3 separate regions of the Mus musculus genome follow, and all the other regions are linked to region 1. The links are chromatin contacts, called in public HiChIP or PLAC-seq and promoter capture Hi-C maps. All regions are on one chromosome and are shown on one strand. The core of a region is the stretch at or near the end of the contact, and the rest is flanking DNA. Distances in the headings are between cores, read along the strand shown. Region 1 holds the start of Plekha8 (pleckstrin homology domain containing, family A (phosphoinositide binding specific) member 8). Region 2 holds the start of Prr15 (proline rich 15). Region 3 overlaps Znrf2 (zinc and ring finger 2).

Region 1 (4,841 bases), core at 1,320-3,819:
TTAAGCCTTTTCTATTGGCTGCTTAATTATAACCTAAGTATTTCTGTAAAACCTCAAATACTCTAGATATAATTTTATATAGAATAAAATGATAATGAAATTAATTTGTCAAGACTCCATGTATCCAGGAATTTCTTTCATGGTCTTGACCTATAGAACGGGTTTGACAATTTTCTTTCTCCAAAGGGAAACAGGTATTTCAGTTTTTTGTTTCAGTTTGTAGAGGTAAAGGAACTGTTAGCTTCACAGGCTAGTGTGAATGGGTGGGCCCTTTATCACTCTGCCTGCAAGGCGTAATTACTTACGTGGAATGAAACAGGGAGCCGTCCTTTTCTAAATAGCCTTCGTAGTGGACCAACATCAGATCCCCTCCCTTGGTCTTGCGATGGCAGATGAATGGCTTCTGGAGAACTTCGATTTTCACTTCTGGCTCAGGAATCAGAGCTCCGCTCAGAACCGTGACCCACAGTGCCAAGATAGCGTTCCACAAGAAAAACCTCATGTTACCAAAGCAGAGGAAAGGCCCCCGACTTCATAGAGTTAAAAATGTGCCAAAAGCGGAGACAGCTTAGGCCAAGCAAGTTCAGGACTCCCCCAACAGACACACTCCCAGGAAGACGTGGCACTTTTTCTAACAATTTTCACACAGACAGCGAACTCACAATAAAGAGTTAAAGCCCCATCCAAACATGATTGGTTCTAATAAGGCAGCTTCTAGGGAAAGGCGTCCTTCCACTGGCTGGCGCTGCTGTCCCTCAGGCGCCTCCCAGCCAATGGCGCCGAAAAAAATGTAGTGGTTCTGTGTGCTGTTGGGCCCTGGGCTCGGATGTGCCCCTTCGGAACAGTCCTAGAGCCCGCTGATTAGGAAATTCTCCCACCTCGGGAAGGCAGCTGGATCCAGGCTAACATCCTCGGGGGTGGGAGATGGGGGAAGGGTTGTTTCAGTGAAGTATTCCAGCTGCGGAGTCTGGAGCCAGGTGACACTCGGGTTTTTGGAAAGACCAGACACTGAGAAGCAGCCTTCTTCAAGATGCCACAAATAAAGGCTCAGAACTATGGTTACTAATTTAGAACAGAAACTCTAAGGACCTACTAGGATGCTTTAAGGTTCGCAAAGCACACTCTGGTGCAAGATCCTCACTAACTTAACGTGGCTATTCCCACCCACCCACTCCCCCCCCCCCCCCCATTTAGACAGTGTCTTAGGGTTTCCATTCTTGGGTTAAAGCATCATGACTAATAGCAAGTTGGGGAGGAAAGGATTTTTACCTATTACACTTCTATATCATAGTCCATTATCCAGGGAAGGCAGGGTAGGAACTCAAAACAGTAATCAGGAAGCAAGAGCTGATGTAGAGAGGCCATAGAGGAGTGCTGCTTACTGGCTTGCTCAGCCTGCTTTTTTTTTTTTTTTTTAATAGCACCTAGGATCACCTGACCAAGGGTGGCACCACTCTCAGTGAACTGGACCCTTCCACATCAATCAGTATTTAAGAAAAAGCAGTAGAGACTTGCCTACAGGTAAATCTTATGGTTCGGAGATCCTCGTTCCAAATTACTCTAGCCTGCATCAAGTTGCAAAAAACTAGCCCGGAGAGAAGCTAGTTTAAAAAAAAAATTAGGTTAGAAGTTAGTGCCCTGCTTAAGTTCACTTGGCCGAAAAGAATTGGCACTCCACCTTAAGACTTGGCTTGATTTCATTCTACAAACATCGCTGTCAATGAGTGACTGCTAATAATTCGTCACTTATGTGACCTTGGTGGTGAGTAGATAATACTTAAGGACGGAGAGAGAGAGAGAGAGAGAGAGAGAGAGAGAGAGAGCACTTGTTTTAACAATTATACAGCTTAAAGTTCTAAACGGCTGCCCTCATTTCAGATGTAGTCCATTGCTGCAATCTGAGAAGAAACTAGAAATCACCAAAAGAGATTAAAACAACAACAAAACACAAACAAAACAACAACAAAAACAGGGCATTGAGGTGTGCAGTCAGGCAAATAACCAACTAAGTGATATATTATTTATTAAACCTGTCAACCTTACACTAAGGGAAAAAATGCCTGCACTTTAGCCCTTGAGAGCATATTTCTATAACACTAACATTTGGTTGTGTTGTGCTTCTTCTCAACATTCACCTTCCATCTAACCTGTGATAGACACTTTTCTTGGATAAAAATCCTGACAACAGTGCATTTTCATACTTTCATGTACTTAGAAATTCCCCTTGGAGAGCTTGTAAAAGTGCCGATTTTTAATCCAAAAGGTCTGGAACCCCCGAGAGATTTTTTTTTTTTTTTTAACAGAAGCCCAGGTGAAGTCAATGTCTGCGGTCCAGAGACCAAGCTTCCAGTCAAGAGGCCGGCAGTTTGAACAGCGCCTTACACAGAAGTGCATCCGGAAACTACAGACTAGCCTCATCCGAGGATTCCGGGTCTCAGCCCGCATCCTCCTCCACTGACAAACTTGTCATTAAAAGCTGGATCCCTGGAGCCTAGACCCCCATGGGTGACCTGCCACCCGCGTGCGCATCGGAGCCCCGCCCACCGGTCAGCCCCTCCGCGCAGTGGCCAAACCCTGGCGTGGATTTGGTAGCGTGCGCACAGCGCAGTGAGCATGCGCGAGCGCGCCGGGGCGGGCGCTGTGGGCTCAGTGGCCGCAGGAAGGCGCCCGCGACCGCCGCCACAGGGGCCGCGCCTCCCGCGCCTCCCTCGCCTCTCTCTGGCGGCCGCTCTGCGGCGTCCACACCGACTGCGCCAGGCGCAGGCGCAGCCCCCGGGACCCGGAGCTGGTGCTCCCAGGCTGTCGCGGTGACCCCGCCCCCGGGCCCAGGATGTGAGGCCGGCCCGGCGTCCCCGCGGCGGGCCGGGGCGACGAGGGGCCCGCGGGTGCCATGGAGGGCGTGCTGTACAAGTGGACCAACTACCTGAGCGGTGAGTGCCGGCTTCCGTGGGTGCGGTGCGCCAGGCGGCACCCTCCGCCGGCTCGCGGCCCGGATGGAGAGTTGGGTACCGGGTGAAGCCGGCAGCCTGGGTCCGCTGCGGGGTCCACCTCAATCTCGCGAATTGGGTGGGGGGCGGCCTCGCTTGGGCCGCGCAGCCCAGCTGCAGGGTGCCGAGTGCCACCAACCCCTGGATTCCAGAGTCTCCACGCAGTCGATCTCCCTAGGCACCTTCAGGGTCATCCCCCTGCCGACCGAGGTAGTGGAACTCTAGCACCGCAGCCCTAAGCCCTGAAGTGTACGCTGGCGATCGGCCTTTTCTCTCCGAACATTTCTTTTGTTTCAGAACTCTGTCATAAAAATGAATGCAGATATTAACAACGGTGTCCTTGTCTTGCCCAGCACAATGGCTTAAAATAGCACCCTGCCCCCTTTCTAGCTCTTGGAAGCACTTTCCAACTATCCAGAAGTTAGAACTATTCCTCAGCTTTGAAGATGATTCTCAACGAACATTATTTTCATCCAAGCAGCCAGTATTTTATAAGTACTATGCTATATGAACAGTGCTGGGTGCGTTTTAAAGTTAAACTTTTTTGTTAGGGAAAATGGGTTAACATTTAACGTGTCAGTGGGGATGCAGAAACTAGAAATCTTACCAACTAGAGCTAGGGTTTCCCCATCCTTTGGTGGGGCAGTTCTGTAGTAAGGACAGGTGTGTATGGCTTGTGAAGATCTGGCAGAGTAACTTTGAGGAAGTCACAGCCCAGTACAGGCAGAAGTACACCTGTCAGCATGTACCTGGAATCTCCAAGTAGTATAGTAGTTAGCACAGTTAATTCATTTTTTTTAAAATCTCTACCCGAGGGTCTGATGAGAAGGTTTTCCTTAAGACCTGGCCTTCACTTCAAGGATCTCCACTGATGTCAGCAGAGAGATTAGGTTATACAGGAAGAACTCAAAGCTGGCCTGCAGGTCCTTGAATACTGGAAGCCGATTAGCATGTTGTTTAAGAGAAGGCTTGACGGTGCCATTCTCCCAATGCTGTCCTAAATGCTGAGAAGTAGGTGTGTATCTTAATTGTAAACCCTTGAGTCAACTTCACCCTTTACTGTCCTCCTCTGAACCCTAGCCCGGACACACACAAATCACTTTCTTCTCCTGCCCCACCTTAATCATTTCCGTCTTCCTTTCCCTCCCCTTTCTGTGTGGAAACTTTTGGTAGTAAAATGCCCTCTCCCCACAGTCTTCTGTATCCTTCATTGCACCAACATTTTTCTAGCTGTCTCTGTGGATCTATCTTCTGTGATGCCCCTGCCATCTGTTTGATGGTAAGAGTCAACTCTTTTCTTCCCTAAGTAAGAACGGACAGTACTGTTGAGTGGCTTCTGGGCAAAGCCCTAAAGGCATTGGAGCCTTCGCTGCTTTTCCTTTGGCTTGTGTGTCACTCACTGTTCCATGAAGGCTGAAGGCTGTCACACCGCTGACTACTTTTCTGGATAGACTACTCTGCTTAAAATTGAGGGTCGGTTGGCACATTGGCTTTCATTCAACACGGCCTTACTTTGGAAGAGAATGGCACTAGCTTAGGAAGATCACATGGGTTCCCTCTGCTCTCCTTTGCTGTCGGAGAGTGAATGATGAACTTAGATGGAAAGCCTTTGCCTTTAGAATAATATTTTCCGAGTTCTCTGAGAATGTCGCACAGCTCCTTTTGCTCATGTTCATCCCTCTTCCCATAGCCACCCTTTCCACCCTCACTCCCTACTCACCTTGAAGTCGTCCTCCTGCTCCTCCTCTTTCTCCTCCATCTCCTGCAGCTAATGATGCTCAGAGACTCTTGGGAGTGGGGCCCGCTAAGGATCATACCATTAAAGAAAACTGGCACTTGCTCTCCCAGCAACTA
Region 2 (4,841 bases), core at 1,274-3,773, 270 kb before region 1:
GTAACTTGGCAGGGAGATGAAATGCCTGGTTGTAAAGCTTGCTTTAAAGGGTTAAATGAATCCAACACTGACGCAAACCCAAAGAGAGCACAACAGCATGTTCAGAGTGACAGAGTTGGAGGCTGTGAAGGAAAAGGCATGTCTAACTGTCAAAGGGCAGGGGTGACCATAGAGATGGAGAAGAAAAGGAGAAAGGCATGGAGCTAACAAAGAAGGAAAGGACAAGAACAGGAGATATGAACGTGAGGTCAGCAAGAGTAAGAAGAACAAAGCCAAGACACACCACAGTTCTCTAGGATGAGTGCAGGGTACGTTGGTTTCTCTGGTATGATCGGCTGTATTCCTTAAGCATTTGTTCAGATTCCTTCCAAAGCCCACCCCTACTGGAGAGATGTAGTGACATGATCAGTTTCCCAGCGCCTCCAGAAATTTCAGGTTTGCTGAGCAAAAATGTCAGCGCTAAACTCCAAGATTCTGCAAGGTCTCCAAGACCTTAGTTCCTAGCACCCAGTTCTAGAAACTCATTCCTTAAGTGGGTGATCATTTATTTTGCCAAGAAAGCAACTGTTAAGACTCTGCATTGGCCCCAGTCCCAGCTGCCATTGAAAGTCTGTGTCCTACTCAGCTGCCCAGTGTCACCTCCCAGGTCTGCCCAGCCACACTCTGTGCTTACATCACCCACCTGCCCTTTGAGCCTTGAGAAGCCCAGCATCCTTCACACCTTGAGGCTCTCTTAGCTGCTGTTTACCCTGCTTTTCATGACTCTATTCATTACACACACACACACACACACACACACACACACACACACACACACACACACACACACTTCACCTTTCTATGGATATATTCACCCCCATCTAGTGGTTCTCTCATTTATAAGGTGCTTCCACTCAACCCAGGAGGCATAACAGAGACATTTGACATTGCTGAATGTATTTGAGGAGCTATCTTATTGAGAGATGAAGGATTTGTTTATTGAGAAAATGCTTGTGGCTTTGTGAAAACCACACTAGATGAAAAGCCATTCAGCAAGCTAGTGTCCTTTTCCTGGTGTCTTCATTCTTTCAACAATGTGCTTGACAAGGGCATGTCCCAGCTCCATAAACGGTGGTGGTGGCGACTCCCCAGACAAGCTTTTCTCATCATATGACATCTGCCTCCGGAAAGCTTCCTTTAAAGCTGGCAACTAGTCTTTATCAAGTACCAGTGTTATGGTTCAGTGTCCCCACTTTAAAACTAACCTCAAGAGTCAGTTTTGGTGGTATGCCAGAGTTTGAATCCAGTCTTAGTTACATAGTGAAATTCCACCAATAAAGAAAGGAAGGAAGGAGGAAGGGGGGCAGAGAAGGAGGGGAAAGGGGGAGGAGAGAGAAAGGGGCAGAGGGAGGAAGGGGGAGGGGAGTTCTCTAATCTCTGGTTAGAAACAAATCATTTCCAAATACACAGTGTATGTTCATCTTTCATTTTTTAATTGAATCCAAACTAAGACACCAACCAAGTCCTTGTATTTTCCTCTTCCCTACTGTATTGAAAGTCTCTATAAAATTCCTGCCTGCTTATCAAATCCTTATTGCAAGAGATCAGAGTTGGTTGGTGATCTGTCTCTCACCAGGCTTGTCCCGCAGAAAGTGCTCAAAGCAGACAAATTGCCTGGACTGCCTACCTTAGAGGCAAAGAAAGGGTCCTACTTGCATGTCTGCAAGCCTAGAGACCCCCAAAATCTCTTTCAAGTCGTAACTTCGCCTTAGTTAGAGAAATGTCTCCTCTAATACCGTTTTTGACAAATAACCACCGAGCTAAAGCACCTTGCACGGTGCTGGGGCCCATTGGTTCACCCTCTCAGTGGCTCTGGGCTGGAGTAATATGCTTGGATGGGTGTCGATGCGCGGTCGCCCAAACGCGAAAGATGCTTTGTAGCATAGGCACTTAGTTATGGTAAGAACCCAAGACTAACAAGCTGATAAGCTGGAATCAAACTTCCAACCCCGTTACTTCGAGATTGCCCTTCAGCATGCAATCCTGGACAACTGTTTAACCTCCGCAAAGCCATGGTTCCTTTGCAGGTCTGTTAGGAGCCATAGTGCCCAGGCCTGGGGCGGTCTGATGAGCAAGTGAGTTAACCCAAGTGAGTTGACCCAAGTGAGTTATAGTACTAGGATAGCGCCCGATGACAGCAACGACATGGTTCTCAACTCTTAGTCTTTTAGGTAAGGGCGCTTGAAACTCCCAAACAATGACAGAGTTTGAATCAGCTCTCCGAGTTAGAAAATTTGAAAGCCTTGGGACTCAAACCTCAGCGCAAGAACGGAACGCGAGCAGGGAGGCGGCGCAGCACAGCTTTTTCTCCAATCAGAGTCCGCAGGGCTGGAACCACGTTTGCAACCTCGTCCAATCTGGTCCCCAGAAGGGCGGGGACGCCTACCTGCACCTGTAGCCTGGCGGCCGCCTCCTGTCCCACCCTGACCCTCCCCTCCTCCTCAGTTCTGGTGTCTTCAGGCCTTTGGCCAACCACCAGCAAGTGGGCAGATGTCTCAGCGCGTTCCTACGGACGCTCAGGAAGGGTAGTGCGCCGGAGTCAGTAGCCCAGGTCCTGTCTAGCTGAGGCCAGAGAGCAGAGTGAACGGGAAGAAAGGACGCGCCCTAGAATGTGAGACTCCCACCGGGAAAGGCTGACCAGACTCACCCTGGGGCGGAGGATCTGACAGTCCCTGCCACCTGAGCGGACCGTGCTGCCAACCCCAGGTTGTTCCGACAGTGTGCGAGTGTCAGGGGTGTTGGGCGAGATCAGCAACAACGATTCCTGCATCTCTCCTAGTCAGCGATAAGGGACACCGCGACTAAGCTTCAGGCACCCGGAGACGCCCCCTCCGTGTTCTAGACAGCCCGCGCGGCGCAGCGCGGCGCCGCAGTGGCCCTGAAAGCCCCTACAGGTGAGTGAACCAGAGTCCCTCTGCGTCTCACAAGGCAGGCCCTGGCGCTACGAAGTCCCTGGAGAATGCTGTCTAGCGCTTTGCAGTGCCCCTCCTCCTGCTGCCAGAGGAGAGGCCCCCCCCAGAACAGTGATCTGCCTACTTTTGCATTATTTGCCATCTTTTCCTTGCGCAATTCTCACAAAGCCTTTCCGTACACACCAAGTTGGTCACTGTGGAAAAGAAAGTGTTGGGTGGCTGCCCACCACCATTAATAAATGCCTTGGGGTGCGGTGTTTTTCCGATCTGCAGAATAGGGAGTAAGACGTTTGTAGACCCCAACGTTGACGGTGCCTAAGGGTGTGGGCGCCTTTCTTAGGGAAAGAACTTTGAGCTGGTTCTGCTTTTACGGTTTTCAAGCCCCAGTCCGAGTGAGTCCTCAGGACATCCCCAGGGAGGAGATGGCGCCTCCCCGTAGGCGCAGAGACTTCCTCTACCAGGCAGTTCCGGGAGAACCTGCAACAACAAACGGCCGCACAAGTTTCCCTCCTGCGCACTGGCGAATCCCAGGAGCGCCGCGGTGCGTGGGCTGCGAAGCGGCGGAGCTGAAACCTAGAAATGGGCGGCGCGCGCGAGCCCTGCCCACTCGTGGTGGCCGTGTCCAGTAGCACGCTCACAGGAAGTGTGCCAAGAGTCTGGCTTGCACTATCAGGAGCGTCTGGGCTCCGTTATTCAATGGTTTTCTGGAGTTCCTGGTTGGGCGCTCTCCTTTGGAGGATGGAAAGGCAACCAGCAAAGAAAAGTACCAGAAGACTTTGTTTACAATAAGTAAAATCCTCAAGAGATAGAGAACTATGAAAGAAGGGTTGGGACCCGCGGCCTTCCAACAGTGTGGAGATTGGCTCTAGGGAGTTAAAGGAAGAGTGGGATGGCGGTTTCCAAGGGAAGTTAAGTCTAGACAGCCTCTGAAAATCACAAGGCAGAAGTGGTTTGAAGCAGTTTGAAGTAAGCACAACCATGAATTTATGCTCCCCGCTTTCTCACTTGGATACACCGCTCATCACCGCTCATCCTAGAAAAAGACTGCAGAAATTTGAGCCATGCTTACTAGCTTGCTCCTTATGGCTTGCTCAGCCTGCTTGCTTGCTTTGCTTTGTTTGTTTGTTTTTCGAGACAGGGTTTCTATGTATAGTCCTGGCTGTCCTGGAACTCAAACCAGGCTGGCCTAGAACTCAGAAATCTGCCTGCCTCTGCCCGCCTCCGGATTGCTGGGATTAAAGGCATGTGCCACCACTGCCTGGATTTCAGCCTGCTTTCTTATAGAACCCAAGACTGCCAACCCAGAAATAGTCTAACCCACAATGGGCTGGGAACTCCCTCTTCAATCACTAATAAAGAAAATACCTGATCTTTATTCATCTGTAGTGGGCAGGACAAGCTAGGTTCCCCACCCCACACCCACACATTCCCCTCCTGGTGTTCCTCTGAAGGGTGGCGGTTCTAAGGGTAGGTGGGCACATGTAGTGGTTGGCAGCGGTTGTAGGGTAGGTAGGTGGGCACCTGTAGTGGTCCTTATACAGTCAGGCTGAGTGGCAGACCAGCCCATACTTCCTCTGGAGCCAGGTTGATCTCCACTGGATAGCTACTGCACTTGCTTGGGAGGTAAGGCAAAGGTTGAGGTCGGGCGGGAGTTCAAGGAACTCAACCTTGTAGATCAGGGTTGTTCTGCAGGTGGCCAGTGGTCACAGAGTTGCCATGAGTTCCAACTCTGAGGAGAGTAGAATGTTACTTTGACCAACCCAAGTTCTGTTTTTTTTTTCTCTGTGCAGGGCTCTCCCTCAACTCCCATCCAGCAAGTCTGCGTGGGAGAAGCCTGGAAGGGCTGGAGTGAAGAGTCAGAGACCACAGAAAAGAGAGGAGCTGTCCTGG
Region 3 (4,841 bases), core at 1,521-4,020, 260 kb after region 1:
AAGGCAGGAGCCTACAGGGAGTCAAGGACTAATTAATACATTTGTTCTTGCAGAAACTGGTACAGTCCTTTGAGAATTACATGCATACTAGGCCCCACCCCTTAAAATGTCTACTACTTCTCAACACAGCCAAACTCTTGAACAGATTTCCAGAACGTAAACCGCTGCAGTGGGTGGAAACACTCAAAGCATTTCCTGAATTGTTGTTTCGTTTGTTTTCCTTTAGTGATCATCCTGTCCCTGTCTCACTGCCCTTCATTACTAGTTATGGGGGGCCATTTTGAGGCATTGATCTTTGTTTCCTTACTGGGTACTTTACCAAAAATGTTTGCATTACCTCCTGGGGTTTGATTTGATTCTCATGGAACTGGCCTGTCCCCAACTTTTCAACCATTCCACCTCACCTTTGTTTCTGTTCCCCTTTTCTGTTGTTTGGTTGATGAGAGCAATTGCATTTTACTGGACATTTTTTTGTAAGATACATAAATTCACTCACAGATTAGAAATAAAGAAGAAATCCCACTCTTCATTTTCTGTGTTGGTCAGGCAGCATTGCTTTCTAGTCACCTGTGGTTTTCAATATCAGTTTTTCTCTACACAAAGAGCATCCATGAGGATGACCCACTCCTGAGGTTTTATAGTCATTCTAGCTTCCAGATCTCTAGGCTTCACACACACACACACACACACACACACACAGAGAGAGAGAGAGAGAGAGAGAGACAGAGACAGAGACAGAGACAGAGACAGAGGCAAGACAGAGACAGACAGAGACAGACAGGCGTGCATACACAGGTTAGGGGGAAGTCACAAATATGATCATCTTGATTGACTGAGCCCAGTGACTGTTTGGCACTGAGGGTGAGGATAGACTAAGAGAGTGTTGTTTAAGTATAAATTGTAAATAAGCAAAGGGTAGAATTCTTACTGCATTGGCTTTTCTCTATAAAAGGAGATTGGATGCTCCTGTAGGACCGTTTCCAGCCTCACAACCTTGAGCATGAAGTGGGAGTGGTTTACTGTAGCGTCTTTTGGACTGCACTGAAGGTGTGTGCACTGGGTAAAGCTGGAGAGTGTCTGCTCCTCTGCTGTGGCTTTGTTCTCAGGAAGTAGGAGGGTGGGGGAGGGTGGGGGAGGGTGGGGGGAGGGTGGGGGTGATTGTTGTTTAAAAACAGAAACTTACAGAAAACTGGAAGGCTTAATTGTTTTTAAAAGCTATTGTAAGACATTTAGTGAATCCTTTCTGTATCCTTCAGTCTAAACAACCAGCAAATCTTTGGATGACCTTTCACTCAGATATTTGAATGCTTATTACTTTGTGTCCAAAGTAGTATTAATGACTTTTGGACTACACAAAATAGGTCACCTAAACCTTGCTTCATTCATTTCCTGTTTCCATTATCTTCAAAAGTAATGATTTTGTAAAGACTACCGGAAAAAAATGAACAAAGACTTATCAGACACAGGCAGACAATAGAAAACATTGACTTTCCTTAATGGGCTTAAAACTTGGACCCATGTGAAATACATTTCCAAGAATCTCTGCTATGCAGTGATCTCTGTTGACATGAGTTATGTATGTTCCTTCAGGATTACTTTGGATGATTCATTAGAGAATCTTGTCTTTAGACTATAAAGCACTTGTTGAACAAGGTTACAATGTAGCAAGCAACCTTGTTTTGGAATGTATTTTGCTACATTGTGCTCTTCCCTGGTCTGGTGCTTTCATTTCACATATTTTGCTCTTAATAGAAGTAGGGTTCAGTGCTGGGGATTTCATTTGCTGTTTTCTCCATTGACCTCTTGAGCTGAAGTTATTCTTATTAGAAAGTCAGGGTAGGCGATCTGTGTCTTGTCCTGGCTTAGGAGGTTGTTTATCTTGTATTTCTAGGAGAATTTTTTCCTAGCAGTTAATCCTATACATGCCTACCATTTAATAGGTCTCCCTAGCAGCTGAAATGGCTGTCTTCTCAGGTTAGACTTCAGAACTTTAGCTGTGTATTATAAAACTTGTTTGCTTACAGAAAGTGGTTAATTTTAGTATGTTTGAAACAGTTTTTCTTTATAAATAAATTTGGAAAATCATGAGCGGTTTAGGACTTGACTGCTTGTGATTATGATTAGCCATAATTAGAGTTCTTTGTTCTGCTTCTTAATTTTGCTGCTATTCCCTCTGTAGAATTGAAGCTAAGGTGGTTTAGGTATTCAGTGTTGTCTGTAGGTCTAGGTGGGAGAGGAATTGGGAATAGAATATATACACAGAATATATAAGGATGTATAACTTCTGCCTCACAGAGGGTATCACACTTGAGAGAGAAGATGTACATAGCAGCAGTGATGTCACATAGAGTGAATATGGAGGCTGTTGGGCTCACGGGTGAGCAGGTAATGAGGAAAGGACCCCCCAAAGTCTGAAGTAAACCAAAAGCAACTTCGTTCACTGCAGGGGGGGGGGGGTGGGATGGGGGGGTGCTTCTAACTGGTTTAGAGTGTTGGTCAGGCTAGGAGCTGACACAACAACCTTGAAAGGGCAAAAGCAGTCTTCTTTTGAAGCATAAACCCACTGGCAGGTAGAAGGATAAATTGTACTGTAATTGGCCTTTGTGTCATTTAAAATGACAGACTTACCCATTACCCCACTAGGTTCCTGTGATATCAATGGCTTTGTTGGGGACACAGCTCCAACAAAGGATCAGTCTTCAGCTACCAGGCCCCACACATCTGAGAGGCCTTCCTGTGGAGGAGGAACTTGGTAGAGATCCCCTCACCTTGTCTTAAGCAACACGTGGCAGTTGTTCTCCAGTGTCCTCTGTTCACAGTTTAAACCAGGCCCTGGCAGCAGGTAAAGCATTGGCACATTTATGCCCAGTGGTTAGCGCACCACACTCCAGGTGGTGTCCTCTGGTATTGTGTGTCCTTCTCTTCTTGGAGGTTTGGGGGAATCACTCTTAGGACTTGGGAGTCTCTGTCACAGTAAGTTTAAACATATTAAGTGGCATATTTAGCAGATTTCTGACAGGTTAGAGGGCTGCTAAACACCTAGCATATATGAATTAAACAATCTTGGTCTGCTCTACGGTATCTGTTTTAAACTGTACTTTACAAACAAAACAGGAGACTAAATAGAATTTCATATTGTAATTAACCGCATCAGTTCCTAGGACGATGCACAGATAATGAGGAAAGGATCACCAAAGTAGTAAATTAAAAGCAACTTTACGGGAAAATGCTGCTAACCAGTTAGGGATATGGTCAGGCTCAGGGGCTGACACAATGACCTTGAAAGGGCATAAGCAGTCTCCTTTTGAAGCAGATGTTCAGGGGATAATAAAGGAATTCATATGAGGGTTAGTTCTGGAGCGCAGGGTGTGGCAGATAGCAGGATGTTGCTCAAGGCTATTTTAAGGCCTTGGTCTTATCTTAGCCTTTATGGGGCTCCTGCAGACCCGGTGGTTTTACTGCAATTGAAAAGACCTGCTTGAAGGCTTGCATGCAGTAAGAGGAGGGTGGAATTACTCTGGGCTCTTCACAGGCTAAGGGAGGTTGTTTCGGGCTTAAGATCTGAAGAGATTACATGATAAAACTTGATTTGAACTTGAAGAGATGGAAATAGGTTTTTAACAAATACCTGAAAACAAAGTATATTTACTTGAGCAAAAACAGGTGACATAGTTGTTCTCTTGGAGGAAAAGAATGAAATGGTTTCACTAAATTTGTATTAAGGTAATAATGGGAAATAATATGAAAAGTCAAGTCCAAAGACAGATGGCATGTGTGTACAGTAATGATCGTGCATAACAGGAGCCAAGATGCAGCAAGCCAGAAGCAGAGCTCAGTTCTGCTACTTTGGATTTCTTTCCAGTTGGACCTATATTCATTCCCTTTATACTTTGCACTATTGAAGAGAGGACAGCTGCCATATTTGGAGGTCCGTATTGCCTGGTATAGCCAATGGAGATTACTTTATAAAATGTCTTGTAAACACATTTGTCTCATTAATTTGTTCAGCTCATATATACTTAGAGTAAGCCTATCTATTATTTCCTTATAGTAATTATTAGTCAATTAAAACATAAAGGTTAAAATACAAGAACCTGCGAGCTTGGATCAGTGCCATCCACATAGCCAGCCTAGTGTTGAACCTGGCTACCTTCCCCCCGCCCCCCCCCCATCCCCCTCACCCCCTGCCTGGACTCTGGTTTGGAGAAGATAACCTCCCCTTCTTTGCCTGCAGGAGCTAGGACCTCCCATGGCTAATCACATTGCATCTGCATAACTTACTGCTTTTGTAGAATAATGCATTGATATGTAAATCTCACGAGGAATGGAGATCAGGACTTTACTTCACTGATAAGGCTTGCCTTTTTTTTTCCCCCCTGGAGGCACTGGGGGTTGACTCCTGGCAGCACAAACTGTTAGAATGGGGCCTGAGTACTTAGCTTCCCTGCCATTCTGCAGAAGCTTCTGACTGATGGTAAGGGTGATTTTTGCCCTCGTTTGGAGGAGGGGAAATCTCTCCGTTACCTGTCCTGTTAAAATATTCACAAGGCTAGGGCTGAGCATCAGTCTTCTTTTACTTGTCATTGGTTGGTTTCTAGAAGAAAAGAACAGCCACTGTTTGTTGAATCCTGTGCTTTAGGCTTTATATTCTCTTTAATCGTCATCAGGATGCCATTGTGTACCTACCGTTATCAACATTGTCATCGTTATAGTTTGTAGTGCAACTAGTATTTGTACCCAGATGTTAGGTCTCAAACCAGGGACAAACACCTGAGATGCCTACTTAACATATCAAAAAGGACCTGGCCTCCCGGTTCTCCCAGCCAACAGTCCCGTTGCAG

Evidence for each region. Promoter capture Hi-C pulls out the DNA fragments that hold promoters and counts their contacts. HiChIP or PLAC-seq counts read pairs in DNA pulled down with a chosen protein or histone mark.
Region 2: a contact with region 1 is called in a promoter capture Hi-C map of stem cell-derived epiblast-like cells, with 3 times the contacts expected there. The contact joins the promoter of Prr15 here to the promoter of Plekha8 in region 1. A contact is called at or near these places in 8 of 39 promoter capture datasets (the C10 cell line, cranial neural crest, embryonic stem cells and 4 more), 1 of 484 Hi-C or Micro-C datasets (embryonic stem cells) and 2 of 115 datasets of contacts at active chromatin or transcription factors (embryonic stem cells and pancreatic cancer cells).
Region 3: a contact with region 1 is called in an H3K4me3 HiChIP or PLAC-seq map of embryonic stem cells, with 12 read pairs. The contact joins the enhancer-like site here to the promoter of Plekha8 in region 1. A contact is called at or near these places in 6 of 39 promoter capture datasets (3T3-L1-derived adipocytes, the C10 cell line, the HPC-7 cell line and 3 more), 8 of 115 datasets of contacts at active chromatin or transcription factors (bone marrow-derived macrophages, embryonic fibroblasts, embryonic stem cells and 4 more) and 2 of 9 other capture datasets (adipose tissue and pancreatic islet).

What each region holds. Positions count from the first base shown.
Region 1 is chr6:54,592,542-54,597,382 of GRCm38.p6, forward strand. Plekha8 (pleckstrin homology domain containing, family A (phosphoinositide binding specific) member 8) reads left to right here and starts at 2,570. Exons shown (of 14, transcript NM_001164361.1): 1 at 2,570-2,930. The coding sequence starts at 2,891. Fkbp14 (FK506 binding protein 14) reads right to left here and starts at 633. Exons shown (of 4, transcript NM_153573.2): 1 at 306-633. The coding sequence starts at 502.
Region 2 is chr6:54,324,378-54,329,218 of GRCm38.p6, forward strand. Prr15 (proline rich 15) reads left to right here and starts at 2,524. Exons shown (of 2, transcript NM_030024.3): 1 at 2,524-2,933; 2 at 4,742-4,841. The region is part of intron 4 of 9130019P16Rik (RIKEN cDNA 9130019P16 gene); the gene reads right to left.
Region 3 is chr6:54,848,566-54,853,406 of GRCm38.p6, forward strand. All of the region lies in intron 1 of Znrf2 (zinc and ring finger 2), which reads left to right. Among named protein-coding and RNA genes, the nearest start is that of Znrf2, 34 kb to the left of the region's middle. Within about 2 kb of position 2,771, at least 64 of the 459 cell types and tissues checked have an H3K27ac peak or open chromatin away from gene starts, as enhancers often do. A contact at or near this core is called in embryonic stem cells and memory CD8 T cells, where this site is marked.